2 separate regions of the Canis lupus genome follow, and region 2 is linked to region 1. The links are chromatin contacts, called in public Hi-C maps. All regions are on one chromosome and are shown on one strand. Each heading gives the region's core, a stretch centred on a gene start, on an enhancer-like site or on the middle of the called end of the contact. The rest is flanking DNA. Distances are from core to core; before and after follow the strand shown.

Region 1 (3,572 bases), core at 668-3,167:
TTAGGCTCTTGCCCAGTGTGGCCTCTTCAGGGGCACCTTCTCCCAATTCCTTCCTCACCCCATCCCTGGGGAGTCTTTGGTGTTCCTCTTCTGGTTTTCTGTAGTGGCCACAGCACCCTTCACCATTGTTCTGTGAAAGTTTATTACTTTTCTGGCTCCAGCACAGGGATGCCATTGAAGAGATGAACCTATCTTATGTCTGTTTAGACCCTGGTACACTAGGCCTGACACCTACCAGGTATTGAAAAAATATTTATTAGACTAAAACCCAATGAAGAAAAAACAATGGTTCGGTCCACAGATCCAGGAAAATGAGTGGTGGGGGGAAATAGGTGCTGAGTACCTACTACGGTAGAGGCACTTATGTTTATTTTGTACACTTTTTTTCAAAACTCTGAAGTAGGCATTTTTCTATTATACAGTTGAAGAAAAGGAGGCTCAGAGAAGTGACATAACTTGCCCACATTCACATAGCTAACAAGTAGAAGAATCAGGATTTGCACCCGGGTGGACTCAAGAACAAAAATAAGCCAACAAAGAGAAAACATAGTTTGCATCTCTTCACTGGGGTGAGATATAAAAGCAGCGAGTCCTTTGTTTTTCTAGAGTTTCAACATATATAAGGATGAGAGATGAGAGATGCTATAACACCACCACCCTGAAGCCTATTGTTTTAAGTTCCCCAACTCGGCTAATTCTGAGAAACAGGAAGGAGAAAGAGGAGGAAGAAATATTGGAAATAAAGAAATAACTAAGGAAGAAGGGGAGCACAAAGAGATGAATGGAAGGTGGGTGTAGAGGGCTCTGAAGTGTGGTAAGGAGAGAACACTGGGCTTAAAACTTTCTGGAAATGACCCTCTCCTCATTGGCCACCATTAAAAACCCAGTAGCTTAAAATGGGATAGTTGGAAGTACACAACTTAGTGTTAGATTTGGCCCTAAGAGGGCAGTAAACTGCCTCTCAGCTAAGAGAGCTCAAGCACGTATGTGTGCACACACGGGCGCACACACACAGATGCCTTCTCCAGTAACGGAGCTTCACCAACACATTTAGAAGGCAGTATGTTAAGGTGATGGCTGCTGAAAGAACACCGCAGAAGACTGGTGAGTCCACCAGGATGAAGCCGTCAGGTGTGGCACTCTTTAGAAACTGCTCCCTGGACCACTCCCTGCCCAGCAGCGTGGCCTCAGCCCCCCAGTGACCTGCCCCAGGCTGGAGCACCCCCACGCTGGGCCTCTCATCAGCCCCCAGTCTCCTCTCCAACACACTTGGGAACATGGGTTTGAACTGCAGCATGAAGTACAGGGGTCAAATTTCTGGCTGGACTGGAGGCTAAGGGTACGGGGAACATAACAGGAAGAATTTCATTTCCAATAGTGAGGGGGGGTTTCTGCGGGTGTTGGCCAGCTCAGAAAGAAAGCTTTCTGCGGTGCCTTTCATCCTACAAATTCCATTTTTTAGAGACTTGAAAATCTCCAAGTTGTATCCATATTATCAATTTGTTTCTTTTCTTATTGGCTATTCTTTTCTTCCCCCTGGAAAGCGAGTGCTTTGAAAATGTTAACCATCTTGGAAATTCTATTTCTGTCAGGGGTCTTGCCCTTTTCTCTCCTCCATTCCCAACAACTATGATGGTGGTGTCTAAGCCAAGATTTCACTAGAACCACAGCAATCTCCCTGCCCCTCCAGGGTTCTCAGCTCCTACCAACACCCATTTCCCTCAGGTCCTGTTCCTACCCTGGAGGTCAAGCAGATCATTTGCTATTTCCTTATCTCCAGATCTAACCCACTGGTAGAAAAAGCAAGTCCCTTGGGAACTGGCAGTTTTCCTAGAGGAACAAGGGAGTGAGAACCAAAGTCAGTTAGAGCACGTGGGTCAGCCTGAGGTCATTTCTGGCCGTAGCCAGGGACCAGGACTCAGCAAGGCACTGTGACTCTATGAGGAAGAATTCCTGGAATGGGCAGGTGTGGCTCCAGAGGCTGTTGACTCAGAAGAGGAAGGCTTTAGAGTGTAAGAATCAACATTAGATGTTGTCTCCAAATCATTCAGTTTGAAGGACTCCGAATTTCCTGTGATACCACACTGCCTTGTGATTCCAGTATGCAGCCACAGAGGAAGGTGGAGAAGCACACGCTCTAATTCCCACTGGTACCATCAACAGTGCTGGCTGGAAAAGTGCTGTTGAAAATCCAGAGGCATAAAACGTGCTTCCGCTCCTCTCCATCTCCTACCAGATAGTCTCAGCAAGTTAAAGAGACAGTCAACTGTGTCAGATCTACTTCCTTCTTCTCTCCTGCCTTGCACACACCTTGCTTCTGTTTCTGCATCTTTGTGCGCTTGTTTCTTCTGCATGGAGAGCCCCATTCCCTCCTTCTGCCCAGAACACTCCTGTTCACTCTTCCATGTTCTGCTTCCAGGTCTGTGAGGGTTACTAGCCGCCTCAATGGGAGGTGGTGTGATTCACAGAAAGGGGCCAGGACTTAGGGAAAGGAAAAGAGAGAAAGAGGATCCCAGTGCCCCTAAAACTGGTTGCTACGAATGTGGCCCGGCAGCTAGCTCTCCTCCTTCAGACGGGGATGCAGTACAGTTCTGCTCAGAGGGCAGTGTCCCACTTCGAGGGAGAGCGCAGGAAAACCAGTAGGCTGCTTGCTGCAGGGAAATCCCCTGAACAGGAGGGCAGAGAAGACAAACAAGCCAATGCAAAATACTCCATCTACTCTCCAGCCCATTCCCTGTAGGAAAGCTGGACTGTTGACAGTGGAAACAATGGGGGTGGGGAGGATTGTGGTGGTGAGCAGCTCCTGCCTGCCCTCCGGTCACAGGGAGGTTGCTGTGTCTCAGGACCGCAGCCCTTAAGTCCACCCTAGAGAATCTCTGGCACCCTCCCTCGGATCTCCCCAGCTCCAAGCACTTGTTTCACCCTCAGGGCCTCTGAAACCAGAAGGATGCTGCAGCTTCTCTCCAGGGTCCCACTGGCAGGGAGCTTCTGTTCAGGAGGGCAAACTGACCAGGGAGTTAAGAGAAGGCATCTTGTGCGAAGATCAAGCATTGGGCCTAAATATTTTCTTAAAACAATTTTTCTTAGTAGATGTGTCTCTTTAATGGGAACTGAAAGAATTCCAATGGGAAGCTGATACCTGACGCCTTAAATTATTTTTGGAATAAGGCTTTATACTAATAACTAATTCGAATGAATGAATGAATGAAGTAGTGTCAGGTCACAAAAGATGGAATGAACAAGATGGGGCCATGGTATTAAGAGCCTCAATGAGTCAATAAAAGCATATTGTGGTCCTAACAGAGTAGTATCTATCCCTTTTTGCACTTTTTCTATGCCAGATGCTGTGCTCAATGTTGGCTGGATGTTCATTATTTCATTCAGTCCTTACAACAGTCTTAGTAGTATTATCCTCATTTTACAGATAAGGGAACTGAGGTTAAAGACTTTGGTCAAAGTCATATTGGTCAAAGTCATAGCATATTCAATCATATTGCTATGATTGAATGAGGGTAGGCAAGGCGGGAACCTGGAAGACCAGTCTTCCTAACCAGTCCACAACATCCCAAGGC
Region 2 (3,572 bases), core at 353-2,852, 190 kb after region 1:
GCGAAGTGTTCATTAAACATGCCTGGAAGGAAATGTATCAAAAACATTAACTGTTTTCCTCTTGTGAGTAAATCTTCAATGGAAGTTCCCCTAATCTTCCTCAGTTCTCTTATTTATGTCTTGACTGCTCCCTGGGGAATCTCGATTTATGTCACTGGAGGTAATGACCATTTTTTTCCCTGCTCCTCAAACTAGGTAGAATAATAATACACTTAGCCATCATTGGAAGGCAGCACAGCATATTCACTCAGAGTAAGCTGCAGGTAATAGAGGCAAGTTCCAGTCCGCGGGCTGACTTAGTCCATCAGTCAGGTTTGGCTACAGAAACAATCCTGCAAGTTCAGTGGCTTAAAGCTGCAACGGTTAATGTCCTGCTCCTGCAACATGCTCATCTTGAGTTGACGGTGGTGGGAGAGGGGGCTCCTGTATACCCCAGTGAAGGACCAAGGCTATGGAGCAGACATTTTCCAGAATGTTAATAGTCACTGTAGCAGAGTGAAAGAAGGCACAGATTGTACTGGCTCACCAAGCTTCTGTCTGGAAACAGCCCATGTTGCTTGCTCAAATTTCTTTGGCTAAAGAGAGCTGTGTGGTCATGCCGGGGTTCCACTGAAAAAGAAAGTAGAACTTAATTTCTAAGTGAGAAAAGAGAGAGAAAAGCAGAATATTTGTGAAAAATGTCTATCACATTTGGACGATCACTTAACCGATGCTTCAGGGTTCTCCTGCAGGCGGGGACTTTCACCTCACAAGGTCGGTTTGAGGGTTAAATGTGAAACTGCTCACCTGGCACATAGCCATGACTCAATAAATGTTGCTGATTTGACCATGATCCTTTGTACACCTAAAATACGATGTTCAAGCTTATTCCAATATTTCCAACATCTCTGTGATTAGATAATAGCAAGTTCTTTTTAATGCTTTTCCGTAAGTTGTATTTTCTAGTCTTTAAAAAATGATCCCTGTGCCTTTTCTCTGAATTCCTCCAAGGTCTGTCCATTCTAAGATATAGATTCTAGCACAGTGCTCCTCACATAGAAAGGACCAGACTACTACCATGCAATGAGAAAAAATTTTGTGTCAAAGGAGAGCTATACAAATATAAAATGAAAATCACTGTGTTTATTATTTATAACAAGTATTATTCTTGTGCACATAAACTCAGCATATAAGTTCATTGGAACAGTATGGGTCTGCCTCATTAGAAAGAACATAATATTATTATAATGCTCAAAAACCTATGGCTGGGCAGGCAATTATTATAGTAGTCTGGGCTCCTTTGGCCAAGCATGGTATTACAGTTTCAGTGGGTCCATTATCTCATCAACAGAACCCATGGTAAAACTCGCAAGGGCTACCTCTGATTTCATGAGAGTGAGTAGATTCTGGTTTTCCCTGGGGAATGCAGGAGCCTGGTCGGGTCCAAGCCAGGGCCTGAGGCATAAGCTGTAGCCCCCTGTCCCTCATCACTTTAGCTCTGGGCTTGGAAAGTCAGCATTTTGAGGATCTGGTCATAAGACTTTCTCTTTTCCTTGGCCTGGGTCACCCCACAGTCTCCTCTTCTTATTCTCACATGATGGTCATGGACTCCTAGTTTTATAAGGTGTTCTTTATTTTGACTGATTCGGGGCCAGAAACTTGCTGTTCAGTGAGTGGCTCAACTCATGTGGGACACTGTGGTTGTTTACGTTTTCAGGACCTGTTATTGAGAAACTCTACAGAAGTTTATTTTACAGAGCTGGTTTCCTTTTGCCAGAATGAATTCATTTGCTCAAGTTATTTTTAAAATGTGATTTTTTTTTTTCTTAGCTTCTTAGGGAAGCTTTAGTCTCTTGATTGTGCAGGCCTGGGTCAGAAAAAACTGGCCACCTATTGATAGAAGCCTGAGAAAATGTCTAATCAAAGTGGATCAAAGAAACTTTGAACAGGGCAGCCTCTCAACCCTGAATGCCAGGTTAAAATACTGTGTGGGGCTGGTCCCAGGTGCTGAAATGCTTGATGATTCTAGGACCAAGAAGGCCATGCAAATGAGTCTCAAACTGCTCCTACAGGTGTGTGTGGGAGGCAATACCACAAATGGATATTCATCAAGGAGAACACCCACTGCAGTCAATTGGAAACACCAACATAGTCCCGCAGCAGGAAGACTGCTGGAGGCAGTTTGTAGAAGCATAAACCCTCTACCTCATCGGAGTCAAATGGACTGACTCATCAAACTACCTTGCAAACTTTTTATTTCCCAGTTGGTTATTAAAAACAACTCTCTTTTTTTTAAAATTTTTTTAAATTTTTATTTATTTATGATAGTCACAGAGAGAGAGAGACAGGCGCAGAGACACAGGCAGAGGGAGAAGCAGGCTCCATGCACCGGGAGCCTGACGTGGGATTCGATCCCGGGTCTCCAGGATCGCGCCCTGGGCCAAAGGCAGGCGCCAAACCGCTGCGCCACCCAGGGATCCCCAACTCTCTTTTTTTTAAATAAAGATTTTATTTACTTATTTAAGAGAGAGAGAGAGTGAGCAAGCATAAGCAGGGAGAGGGGCAGAGGGAGAGGGGGAATCTCAAGCCAACTCCACGATGACTGTGGAGCTCGAAGTGAGGCTCCATATCACGACCCTGAGATCATGACCGGAGCCGAAACCAAGAGTCCAACACTTAACCGACTGAGTCACCCAGACGCCCCTAAAAACAATGCTTAGGGACATATATTCTTACCTTTCAGGAGAATTAAAAACCCCTTTGAAAATCTGATGCAGGCTATGGACTCACTACCCAGAAAAATGCACATACATGAACCTTTTGCTTAAAATGTCAGCAGTATCATTGGTATAACATCCAAGAACGCCAAGGGGGTCCATACATCCCCTTGCTTCAGAATTTGAGTGAACTCTAAACCTGAGATTAGTGGTATGTGGATAGTGTTCATTCTTTTAGAACTTACTAAGTTCCTATTTCATGGCAGGTGTGTGGAAGCTGGGGATGCAAGGATGTATAAGACAAGGACCAGCCTTGTTAAAGCTCAGTCTAAAGGGAGATAAACAAATCCACGATAATGATGCATCATAATGAGTTAAGTGCTGTGTTAGAACTCCAAGTAGAGAAATCTACCAGTCTTGAATAGAAGATAATTAATTCAATGTAATATTTAATAAACATAGTATGTGCCAGGCAATTGGGAATGAGCTAGTGCACAAACATGGTCCCTGCCTCAACCATAGGTGAATCCAGACTGGCAAGTCAAAGTTCATCCAGGGGAAGGGGTGTGTATATCAGGCAGTGGGAGCAGTTGGGGAACTACACGTAGCTCGTCTGGGGACGAAGAGAGGATGAATAGTGAGAGCAAAGGGTGAAGAGGTTCACTGGGTCAGATCCCAAAGGCTCTTGAGCTTCACCATGGAGTGTGGGCCTCATATTGTGTCCAAGGTTATCACTGAGGGTTTTTTTTTTTTTTTTAAAAGCAAGTGAGATCAAGGAAGAGATTCTATTTGAAAGATCACTCTACCTTCTGTGGAGAAATGGATTGATTGGGGTGGGGATGTGGGAGGCGAAGGGTGGGGTCTGTGTGAAAAGAC

The links. A called contact is a pair of places that touch in the nucleus more often than the background predicts.
Region 2: a contact with region 1 is called in a Hi-C map of skin fibroblasts, with 2.8 times the contacts expected there. The contact joins two enhancer-like sites. A contact is called at or near these places in 3 of 9 Hi-C or Micro-C datasets (amygdala, liver and skin fibroblasts).

Annotation. Positions count from the first base shown.
Region 1 is chr11:45,705,479-45,709,050 of UU_Cfam_GSD_1.0, forward strand. All of the region lies in intron 3 of MOB3B (MOB kinase activator 3B), which reads right to left. Among named protein-coding and RNA genes, the nearest start is that of EQTN, 36 kb to the left of the region's middle. Within about 2 kb of position 1,918, at least 7 of the 20 cell types and tissues checked have an H3K27ac peak or open chromatin away from gene starts, as enhancers often do.
Region 2 is chr11:45,894,634-45,898,205 of UU_Cfam_GSD_1.0, forward strand. No RefSeq gene overlaps it. Among named protein-coding and RNA genes, the nearest start is that of MOB3B, 11 kb to the left of the region's middle. Within about 2 kb of position 1,603, at least 3 of the 20 cell types and tissues checked have an H3K27ac peak or open chromatin away from gene starts, as enhancers often do.